Regions from separate parts of the Mus musculus genome. Here all the other regions are linked to region 3. Evidence: chromatin contacts called from public Hi-C and promoter capture Hi-C data. All regions are on one chromosome and are shown on one strand. Each heading gives the region's core, a stretch centred on a gene start, on an enhancer-like site or on the middle of the called end of the contact. The rest is flanking DNA. Distances are from core to core; before and after follow the strand shown.

Region 1 (2,734 bases), core at 92-2,591, 4.9 Mb before region 3:
CTCCATCCCCATATAACCACCATGAGGCATCCTAGCTGGCCTTCTCAGGCTTAAATGCCTACTTCCAGGTTTATGTTTTGGGTTCACAAGCCCCACTCTTTGGAAAACACAGTATCCTTCAACTATTTACATTTTACCTGATAATTCTGTCATATAGTCTCTTCAACAGAAAAAGAGACTGTTTTCAGAGAGTAGTTTAGTGTCTGATTAAAACGACCAAAAGCTTTCCTGCATTTTACCTTAATTTACTGAGGTTAAAAAGAGTCTTAAAGTTGGCGAGGTGCTTTATAGATGATATAATTCCTTGCATTTAATGCCAAGTTTTGAAGCATCTCGAACATAGAAGGGAATTCAAGAAGAGAAAGCACAGGGTGTGGCGTCAACCCAGGAAACAGCTGAACCTATAAAGTGTTTGTATCCTCTTCCTTGCAAGGATTAGAAAAAGGTTTTGCTGCTCAGTAAAGAACACTTATGTTCATCTTGAAACACAACATCAGATCAGACTGTTTTGAAAGGGTTATATCTGTCCTTTCTGATCCCTGAGATCATCTTACTTCCAACCCCCCCCCCCGCCCCACCCCCATAAAGTTTGATGAAACTTAAGTCACTGAGGCTGAAGTGGAAAGTCGCTAGTTAAGGATGGGGACTATACTAATTTGTTCATGGTTTTCTTGCTTGCAGAGAAATTAGTTTCCTGCTTTTTAAGCAGATACTTATTAACTATATACAGTTGCCACTAGCCGTCTCCTCCACCTCCCTCCCATTTCACAAGAGAGAAGCATGTTTTAAACACAGAAAAGTCTCATATTCTCTACTCCTATCACATGAACTGCACTTCAGGACCTCAGGGTACTAACCCAGAGATGACTGCAGGCCTGGCTGCCCTAGGTAAAGGCAATCCTCCAGACTCTAGGTCTTGTGTCCTCCACCCACCACCCCAATCCCCATCCCCACGCGCCAGCTCCGCCCCAGCAAAGAAGATCCCAGAGTCCGGTGAGGCCTCTGCTCCACTAGTGTGGTCCAGGGAGAACGAAGGCCCCTAAAAGCTGCGACAGCGCCAGACCCAGCCAGCAGGAAGGGGAAGCCACCACAAGAAGGGTACCTCAGGGCCCAGCATGTCCCATCTTGCCCTAGACACTCAAGGTCCCTGTAGCCCCTACGATCCCTCAGTGCTCAGGGCCATCAGCCTACCACGTCCGCCACCCCTGGGTATCTCGGATCCAGTCTCCGTTCGCGTTCCGCGCTTCCTGCCTACCCTGCTTCCGAAGAGAAGACATACTGGACCCCAGCCGGGATCTCTGGCCCCAGCCGCCACCAGTCGCGCGGCGCTTCCGGATTCCTCTCGTGTAGGCCCGCCCACAATATTAGGAGTGCCTAATCCGGACCCGAATTCCCCGCCGCTGGATGTCAATCATCCATATTCGGGGGCGGATTGGTTCGTATGCGGCCCGGGCGTGGCTTAAACTCTGCCTCTAGGAGCCTGGCTCTGGAGCCTGCGCGGAAGGCAGACGGCCTGAAAGCTCTGCTCCTGTGGTTTGCGGTTTGCCCCTGTGATGGACGTGGGCCAAGACACAGCTGGGGACAGTACCGGCTCTGCACACTTGCGGAACTTGGAGTGCAAGCTGGAGAAAGGTTGCTGAGGAGAGAAGGAAGGTCTGGAGGCTTGAAGCAAGGCAAGGTTCCCCAGACACCTGCAATCCGTTCCGCGCGCCCCTCACCACGTCTGCCAGTTGTACCGCTGCACGGCTGGAGATGCTCCCATCTGTTTCGCGTCTACGAATCCCTCTCATTGTGTCGTCTTCCACTTTGCTTTTAGACCAGCTGTGTTACCGCGCTGGAGCCCTTGTTCCCTGTTGACATTGAGTCTTCACCCTTGAACTGCGTCTTCAGAAACATGACTGCCAAGTTCCTACATGGTCTGCAAGCTGGTGGTAACGTTCATGAAAGGTCAGATAGAGGAGCATGACCAAGAAGACTGTAAGGACCATATTCCAAAGAGATGGGCTCTTTGAAGGGAAATAATGCAGGAGCAAATGATTTGGGTTTCATCTTTGAGAAGATGAAAGAGGAAGACCTGATGTTATGAAGAGAATGCTCAAAACATTTTTAGAGCCTATCTAACGCAGGTTTGGATCTGGAAGGAGAGAAGGCGCGCGGTTGTTGCTATTGCAGGACTCTCTGGAACACTCACTCGGACATCAGTGAGAGTAGAAGCGAAGAGATGTCGCAGATGGACTCAAGCCAGGGTTGCTCCTGAAAGGCTTGGTTGGGCTCCAGTCTGTTGTTTGCGTTTTATACTCTAAAACCACAAGGTGGGGTGGGCAAGCAAGCGAAATTTTACAGATGCCTAAGAGGCAGTCAGCAGGTTGTTAAGGGTAACATAGCCCAATGTTTCTGCTATTTCTCCAGGTCGTTATGTTCCAAGTAGCCAGTAAAGACATGCTTGTCAAATAAGCAGGACAAGCAGTGCTTTGAATAAGTCATGAAATGAATCAATAAATCAGTATTTAATAATAGGTCTCTGCTGCTTTCTTCTACTTTACTGGTAAAGATCATGGAAGAAGCAACTTCAAACGGAGATGTGTAAAATTGATGCATTGAGCTTCGAAGTGAAATGACCCAATGTAAATGTCAAGGAAGTGGCTTCTGTCTCTCGGTTAAAAGGAGGTTGTAGCAGATGAAGCAAAAGTCCATTGCTAGCCCATTGCCATAAGGGAAATGTTGATCGTTAGCA
Region 2 (2,795 bases), core at 181-2,680, 4.3 Mb after region 3:
GCTCTGTGCACTAAGCCACACACCCAGCCTACAAACCACCCCTCTGATTTTAAATGGCTGGCACACATTTCTCTAGTACACACTCATCTCCACCTACCTAGTCCACAAGCAGCATTTCTTAGCCCCACACCCACACCATGCTTAATTACCCTCCAAGTTCCTCATCCTTCAGAAACTGATTTATGAACAGGAAATAGAATCTGAGTAATATCGCTGAAGAACAAAAGGAGGATCACATTGGGTAGACGAGTAGATTTTTTTTGTTTTTTTTTTGGTGTGGTTAAATCTGAAGGAATGGTACACAAATCTCATCTTTGTTTACAAGGTTGCCCAAAGGACCTCTGCCCCATGACCGTTTTGATATGCAAGGCAAACAGGAAGTTCCCAGTGATAATGACTGGGAGTCAGGGTTGGTTCAGCTACAAGTTCCTTTGCCGTTCCTGCCCGGGACCGTGTACGTTTTTCAGGTTCCAAGAAGGCCTGTCTGGACTGCCGAGCACATCCCTAATAAACCCTTTCAGCTGAACAGTATGACCAGCACAGTGACCACAGATACCAGTCATGACTATGACGCTGTCTTTCGCGTGTCTGAGGCAGTAGGATATAGGTTACCACAGGAGGTATGAGGTGGCCTGGAGTTCCAGGAATTAGCACCTCATCAAGATGTCAATAACTGAGTGAGTGTGTGTGTGTGTGTGAGCTTCAACCAGGTGTCAAGTACCGTGTGTGTGTGTGTGTGTGTGTGTGTGTGTGTGTCGGCATCCTGTTAAGGACACTCTTGGGTGGACTGCGGGCCAGCATCCTAAAAGTTCTATATGATCACTGTACTCTGAGCATTAGCCTTAGTGGTCTTTCTCCAAATACTAGACCGTACCTCCTTCGTATATCTTTTCCCATGAATCCTGACGTCTCATGCTCTCCCGAACCGTGAGACACTCCCTCCCGCTCCAGGGACTCTCCCCTCCCCAGGGCCAGGGGCAGGGCCAGGAGCAGGGCCAGGAGCAGGGGAAGCCGGGCTGCATACCCTGTTCTCCAGCTCCGCGGGGAACTTGGTCTGGAACTGGCAGCGCGTGCCGCTGCTGTAGTCTCGCTGAATGAACACCTTCCCGGACACCGGTGCCTGCTGCGGCCTCATGGCGAGGACAGGACCCGCCGCTCTGCGAGTTCGGGCAAGACACGGGGTCAGATGGCCGGCCTAGAGCCGGCTCTCCGGCCCGCCAGCCCTTCGGAGCCACCCACCGCCCAAAGACGCCCCAGGCCTCCCCCCTCGCCGATCCCCTTCACTCATGGCTGTAGCCGAGGGACTCCAAGCTACCCAAGCCCAGGACCCGCGCCCCCCCACATCCTGGTTCGGCCCTGGAAACACAAACCCGCCTCCTCGGCCCTCCAGCAGCTGTCGCGCCACCTCCGTCGCCGCTTACGTCCTGTCGCAAAAAAACCTAGCCTCTCCCGAACACCTTCTGTGCCGCACGTTGACACCCCGCCCCCTCCGGCCGTAAAGCGACGCCTCCGCGGCTGCGCGTTGCGGTGAGGTGCGCGGTGGCTGGGAGAGAAGTCTTCCTAGTGTAGGCGAATGAAACCCTTCCGGGCGGAAGAAGATGATGATGATGAGGTGGACGTGATCGGTGGATCCGGGAGTTCCGGGAAAGACGCCGGGGTTAGAGACTCGGAATTCCCTGTTGGTTGTGGTGAAGTGGTTTGTGGGCACAGGAATAGTTCCCTTCTTGATTAAGCGTTCCAGCTTTCACGTGGGCTAACCCACCTCGCTCCACAAAAACAACCGTCACTCTCCAATTCCAACAGACACAGATATTTACAACTACAAAGCGCACTACTGGGGATGCATTTGGCCCCTGGAACCCTCTTGAACGAGAGTGAGGAGATGGTATTCCTGTTCTGCATTATCCTGCATCCCTTCTCCAATTCTTCTTGAGGTGTTGGTTTTTTTCGTCCCAGAGACATGTACACCAGCTATACCCGCTTAGGTGACCCGACTGGACCAACAACAGTTCTCTCTCATTGGTCCCCACTTTACTGACTGTATCTTTGCAAGACATCCAGGAAAATCCCTATGCACGTCTGGTGGTGGCGATGTTCTAGTACAACTTTTTAGTATACTGATAATTGATTAGATACTTGATCAGTTGTCACGATAATTGATTTCTCTTTTGGGGTTTTAAAAATAGCATTAAAAAAATTTCCAGCATAGGGCGGGGGACAGGGCAGAGGTCGTCCACTCCCTGGTGATCTCTGAGTTCAAGCCCACCCCAGTTTACCTAAATAGTACCAGGCCAGCCAGATCGTCATGGTGAGACCCTGTCTCAAAAATGAATAGCTTTATCCCAATAAAGGGTGTATAGTAAACCCACTCATTTAACGTGGACATAATTTGTTAACTTCTACCACGTCCATGCCCTTAAACCATCAGTACAATCAAGATAATAAACACCACCTCTAAAAACTTCCTTACTCTTTACAGTCATACCTTTCAGCCATTCAGCAGACCCCCTTTGCCCAGTACTAACCTTTCTGTCACTAGAAACAAACTTGTGTTTTCTTAACTTTCACTTAAATTGAATCAGAGTTTTTCGTCTCCTTCTTATTGTATAGATTCTACTGAGATTCCTCTGTTGTGCCATACGTAATTTCATTTCTGTGACTTTCCCCATTTATTCATTCACGTACTGCCTCAGGGTTTCCATTGCTGTGAAGGGAAACCATGACCAAGACAGTTTTTTATTTGTTTGTTTGTTTGGTTTTTTGAGACAGGGTTTCTCTGTATAGCCCTGGCTGTC
Region 3 (2,915 bases), core at 244-2,743:
GTGCTGGACTTCAGTCATAGCTGGTTCTGTGTGAGGCTGGCTTTGGATTTTCTTTTGTTTTGTGTTTCTAAGGACTGAACTCAGGGCAGTTCCTGTGCTAGGTAAGGCCTCTGCTATCCCCGAGTCCACTTTTCTGTTTATTTAGAGACAATGTTCTGCTAAGTTGCACAGGCTAGCTTTAAACTCTTTCTGCAGCCTAGTTAGGTTTAGAACTCACCACGTTCATCCACCCCCAACCTCTTCATTGGCTTGGATTATACGCCTATGCCATCAGACCAGGCTCCACCTATATAACCTCGGATGTCAGCGAGAAGCTGTGTTGGTATTACTGATTACTGAGGGGGATTGTGGAGGGTACTCAGGGACCCTTTCACACTACCGTTGTCCTGAGTTTTCTAGGATTACCAAGGAATGTAGATCAGTAGGCACAAACCTCACTGCTTGGAGGCAGAGCCGGGAACCCATCAGCTATGGGAAGAGAATAGCCACTATTCCTTTCTCAGTCCCAGGTTATGTTCAGTGCACTGACAAGCTTCCTGCTAAACATCCATTCTTTTCCTGTTGGAAAGCTAGGGGACTAGGCCACTATGGGCAACAGTGTACTTCCTAGTCTCTTAGGGCCTAAACTAGCGCCCTTTGGGATTCTGAGTGGGTGTTGGGGACGGGAATCTGCAGGGATTATTCTGTAAATCAGAGGTAAATTTCAGAGATACCATGTCCAAGAAGGGACGCGGAACCTTGTTGGATCCGGATGGTGGAGTTTCCCCAGGGACCGGGCCTTGTAGGAGAGTGGCAGAAGTGGGCGGAGGCACTCTATGCCAGCACTGAAAGGGTTACAAATTCAAACGCGAAAGGCGCGAAAACTATGGCCATCTTGCTTCATCTCCGCTACCCACAGGACCCTTGTCTTCAGTAAACCAGCGTTCTGCTGTGTCACAATCTCGAAAGGGTAACCAGTGTCCTTTGGGATCCCACCCCTCCACCTCTCCCAGCTCTTGGATCGCATGCCACCCCAGCCCGGAGCCCGGGTGTCCAGGGAGCCAGGGCGCCTCACCAAGTGCTGGCGCTCCAAAGTAGCCTCCTCACGCAGCTCTTTGCAGAGCACCAGCGAGAGGAGAGAGAAGGGACTCAGGGCTCCGGGTTTGGAGTATGGGGAGGATCCATGCATGGAGGGATGTCTAACTGGATGGAGGAAATCATGCATGGTGAGGGGATCACACAGGGAGTGCTCTGCAGGCTAGGACGGGAGATCATCGTGCGTGCACCGGCGCAGTGTTCGCCGCTTGCCTGCCTGCCGGAGGAGGAGGAGGCACAGCGGTGGTAGATGTGCCCCGCACACTGGGTTGGAGTAGGGTATTGGAGGGGTGAGCACTCGCGGGCTGCGCCTCACTCACGCGCGCTTTGCTCGGCCGCCTGCAGCAGGGCAGAGAGCCCCAGGAGCCCCGCGTGCATCTTCTGAGCTGCTGCTGCCTGTGCCCGCCCCTTCCCCTGCCCGGGACCGGGTTGGGGAGGCTTCCGGCTTGGGGCCCCAAGACAGGAGGCTTTTCTTCCCAGTCAGTTACCAAGTTGCTAGTAGGGTTGGGGTGAAGGCGGGGACAGGGGGCAGGAGGAACCGACAGGTTCTTAGGGGGCAGTCTCGCGGTCTGTGTCAGATTTGCATGCTGTCCCAGCCTCCTAACGGCTGTAAGACACAATGGGTTTGTTCTGAAGCGAAATGGGTTAGTCACTGGGTGGTCATAGTCAGCGGGTTTGCTCAAAACAGAGTCCACTTAACTACTAGTCAGAGTGGTGTATGTGTGTATGTGTATCATGGGAGGAGGAATTTGAAAAGCTGATTGGGACTTTTGAAAAATTTCAGTTGTGTGTCCAGAAAAGGGAAAGGAAACACGCCTAAAATGGCATCTGAGCCTTTAATAGCCGCTTTGCTTTCAGACCTTTCTCCCAGGTATCCTTGAGGGGTTAATCCAGATCCCCCAAAGCCAGAAGTAAACCTTCCCACGGAAAGTCTTTCTGGGAGATGGGAAAGCATCACCCTGACATTTGTTTCGATGTAGAGGTTACACAGGACTGTGGACGTGGGGACAAAGATTGTTCTGAATCGTCCATGCCCAGCGGAAAAATGTTTTATAACCCTTGAGCAGGCGTGGCAGGAAATTACTAAGTAGAGGTCAGGCCTACAGCGATTCTGCCCCATAGAATTCTTGCGAAGGAATAAGAATACACAAATTAGGACTGGAAATAAATGCTGTTCATGATTAGTGATGGGTGGGGAACATTTCAATACATTTCTCAACATTTTTAGCCTTAAAACATCCCACCACACTCCCCATCCAAATTCCTAGGTGTACGGTTTGAGAAATAAAAACATATTCTATATTTCATTTGTTAAAAACAGTCCAAGGCAGGCAAGGTGGGGGATCAGGACGTTGGCTGCCTCTCTGGTCTGTCTTGTGTGCTGTGTCCAGTGTGGAGGGACATGGCCCCCCAGGTTCAGAATCCTATAAATGGAGATCGCAGAAGGGTCAGCTGGAAGACACAACTGGGGATTCCAGCTGGGATATTCTATCTGATTCTATTCTATTTGATTGGCTGTGTGGCAAAGGTGGTTGGTTCATAATCACACCTCCTGTGCCACCAGCCTCCCTTCTCTCTACCTTTCTTTTCTTCACAGCACTTATCCAGTTACGTTTCCTCCTTGGCTAATGTGTTATCTTTTACCAGTCTGCTATGGCAGGAGGTGAGGTGCCTTCATTAGACTAATGACACTGTCTCTAGACCTGACTCAGGGGAGGCTCTTGTGAGACAGACTTCCTGGAGAGACAAAACATGACAGATAAAAGCAATGGCTGCACCCTTGTCCAGCTTGGTGAACCAATGAGTATTTACTGTGGTGACTAACTGGAGTGGGGGACTCA
Region 4 (2,728 bases), core at 93-2,592, 3.1 Mb after region 3:
CCTGTCCATTAACCTACACCCCTCTCATTCCTACACACCAGAGTCTACATGAATTTCACTAACAAGGGACGCTGGATAAAACTGCTGGATTAATTAGTTTCAGAGACCTGAACAAAAGGAGCAAGCTCCAATCCAGCAATCCAGACCTAAAGAAATACGCCCAGTATTAAATTCGATGTCAATAACCAAGTGTAAGGCCAGTTGAATGGCTCGATGAGTGGATGCACACAATCTTGAAGCCCTAGGACCTGTTTGCTGAAAGGAGGGAAAACCAACTCCTGGACGTCTTCTGCTGACCTCTCACGCCTAGATTCTCTCCCCCTCCATTCTTCCCCATATACACATAAAACAAATAAATAAATGCTTTAAAAAAAAAAAAGACTCAAGTACAAGTAGGGCAAGATGGCTCAGTGGGTAAAGGCACTAGCTTTTAAACCCGACGACCCGACACACTGACACACATGGTGGGAAAAGCAGCACTAAGTCCAGCAAGATGCCCCTAACCTCCATCACACACACACACACACACACACACACACACAACAATTCAAGTGCAAAGATCACGTCAACTGGGAAAGAAAGGAAGCAATCGCCATGACCACCCAAGAGGGAACCACCAACAGACTATGGGGAACACCTATGACACTCTGGGAAACAATCTACAAAGTATAACTAATTGGAAAAAAAAAGTTCCGAGAACATAAAACGTGATTTCAATTAAGCTAGACAAAATATTTTAAAACAATGCACAAATCTTCAAGAATTCATCATATGCCTGCGACCTATACAAGTTTCAGTAAGTATTTGTTGATTGAAAACGCACATGAAGAAAAGAAAAACAGACCTGCTTTTCATGTTAAATATTCTACGCTGTTTGCATCTCTAAGAGGCTGCATTAATTAACCCCCTGTATTATTAAATGAATGCCTTCAAGGTACAGGACTTGGATGTAGACCTTTTGAGGAGCATTAGCCAGGCATTAGCGAGGTATTAGCACTCCCAGGAGCAACTAGAGTTTTTATACAGCAAGCCCACGCTCAAGAGCTCTTTAATAAGGACCGGGGAAAGTTCTGGGCTCGAAATCGTTGTACACCAGAGGGCTAGTGGCACCCTTGATCTAGAGGGTTTTCCTCCCGGGTTCTCAGGGGTACGTGTCCACAGTCACGAGCCCTGGAGGAACCGAGGAGAAAAGCGCTTTGAGCAGGTGCGTACACGCTGCGGTCAGGCAAAGGAAACTTACTTTCCGACTGGCCTCTTTGGCTGTGACCTGTCTCTCCTGTTCAGGCATCGTCCCCACAGACGCCAAGTTCTTCCTGGGATCCATCCCCGAGCCCAAAGGTCACCTGGTTGGGGGGAGGGAAGGGCGACTTTACAAGCCAGGGAGAGGAGGCGCGAAGAAGCGCATCCGTGGTTCCTGGGGAACACAGGGCTCAGATCTCCCAGCCCCGGCGCTGCGGACTACGGACAGCGAGGTCCGCGGTGCGCTGCAGATAGGGTGCAGCGAGGACCACAGTCTCAGGACGCCCGCTCCAGCGCAGCCCCCTCTCCACCCCGCGCCCCGCTACTGCGGCCGCTGGGGACTCGCCGACACCTCTGAAAGAGCGGACTCTGTACTGGAAGATTAGCTCGTCGCCCGCCCGGACCTCCCATTGGGTCCCAACCGGCTGGCAGCGCCGCGGTGGGGGCAGGGCTGGGCGCCCTCAAGGGGGCTTCCAGACGGGAGGGGGGGGAGCGAAGTGGGCGGGGCGAGTGGGGTGGGAGGGGCGAGAGAGCCGGCTGTCCATCACAAGCCACGCCCCACCACCGCCACCGCAGCGGCGTGGCCCAAGTGGGATGGGCCCGTGTGCGCCCCGCCTGTGGGAAGCGGCTATTAGGCAACCTGCAGGAAGGCGTGTAAGCGGGGGGCGTGGCTAACGGCACACGCTTCCTCAGGAGCCAATAGGATAGAAGAACAGGCAAGCGCTTCCGGGCTGTGAGAGGGGAGGGTGGGATAAGATGGCGGCGGACACTGGGAGCTGGTGCGTGTACGCCGTGCTGCGGTGAGGATCTGGTGGCCTGAGCTCACGAGGGCGTGGAGGGTTTGGAGGCAGTCCAGATAAAGTCTGTAGAAGCGCTTTCTTCGTGCCTCGGTTTACCTCGGTTGTTTCGCATGCCGATCAGCTGTTTTCCTTAACTGGCTACCTGCTGCTTCGTAAACCAGTTGGTTGACTCTCTGCTACTTGACCATCTGTTGATTTCTTCTTTCCTGGTTGATGTTTAAAGTTGTAAATATATTGGTTTTGCCTTTGAGATACATATCGTTTCTTATGTAAGAATTACATAAAGTTGGTAGAAATAAACAGGAATGTTAACCACCCGGTGGTCACTACTATTGTAATAGTTCCATATTTCAAAAGTTGTTTCTGCCCTATGAAAGCCTACCTAAGTTCATATGTGTTTTTGTTCAGGTTGAACATTTATAGCTAGCGAAATAGCGTTCTGAAGAGCAGTGGATACATGCATTCTTGCCAGAGTTTGTATTACATCTTCCTTTCTGAGCTGTCTGCTTCAAGGTCTGTAGTGATTGCTAAAAATATGAATAGGCTAGTTTGTTCTAGCACATTCTTGGCCTTTTCCCGATAAATGGAATGCTGCCAGCTCTGTACAGTGTACATTGTCATGAGTGACTTTCTGCATTATAATGGTCATTGATAAGTAATTCAAAGCTTTGGATTACAGTTACCTTTCT

The links. Promoter capture Hi-C pulls out the DNA fragments that hold promoters and counts their contacts. Hi-C and Micro-C count contacts between places; a contact is called where the count stands out from the background.
Region 1: a contact with region 3 is called in a Hi-C map of B cells, with 6 read pairs. The contact joins the promoter of Erich1 here to the promoter of Xkr5 in region 3. A contact is called at or near these places in 1 of 39 promoter capture datasets (cranial neural crest) and 1 of 484 Hi-C or Micro-C datasets (B cells).
Region 2: a contact with region 3 is called in a Hi-C map of B cells, with 5 read pairs. The contact joins the promoter of Golga7 here to the promoter of Xkr5 in region 3. A contact is called at or near these places in 1 of 39 promoter capture datasets (pre-B cells) and 1 of 484 Hi-C or Micro-C datasets (B cells).
Region 4: a contact with region 3 is called in a promoter capture Hi-C map of pre-B cells. The contact joins the promoter of Atp7b here to the promoter of Xkr5 in region 3. A contact is called at or near these places in 2 of 39 promoter capture datasets (cranial neural crest and pre-B cells) and 2 of 484 Hi-C or Micro-C datasets (CD8 T cells and muscle stem cells).

Annotation. Positions count from the first base shown.
Region 1 is chr8:14,088,986-14,091,719 of GRCm38.p6, forward strand. It overlaps Erich1 (glutamate rich 1), which reads right to left and starts at 1,342. Exons shown (of 6, transcript NM_001034862.2): 1 at 1,256-1,342. The coding sequence starts at 1,277.
Region 2 is chr8:23,255,650-23,258,444 of GRCm38.p6, forward strand. Golga7 (golgi autoantigen, golgin subfamily a, 7) reads right to left here and starts at 1,431. Exons shown (of 5, transcript NM_020585.2): 1 at 1,025-1,431. The coding sequence starts at 1,135.
Region 3 is chr8:18,949,482-18,952,396 of GRCm38.p6, forward strand. It overlaps Xkr5 (X-linked Kx blood group related 5), which reads right to left and starts at 1,494. Exons shown (of 7, transcript NM_001113350.2): 1 at 1,395-1,494. The coding sequence starts at 1,452. It overlaps Gm40464 (a long non-coding RNA gene), which reads left to right and starts at 786. Exons shown (of 3, transcript XR_870173.3): 1 at 786-949.
Region 4 is chr8:22,058,732-22,061,459 of GRCm38.p6, forward strand. Atp7b (ATPase, Cu++ transporting, beta polypeptide) reads right to left here and starts at 1,343. Exons shown (of 21, transcript NM_007511.2): 1 at 1,241-1,343. The coding sequence starts at 1,324. It overlaps Alg11 (asparagine-linked glycosylation 11 (alpha-1,2-mannosyltransferase)), which reads left to right and starts at 1,990. Exons shown (of 4, transcript NM_001243161.1): 1 at 1,990-2,039. The coding sequence starts at 1,996.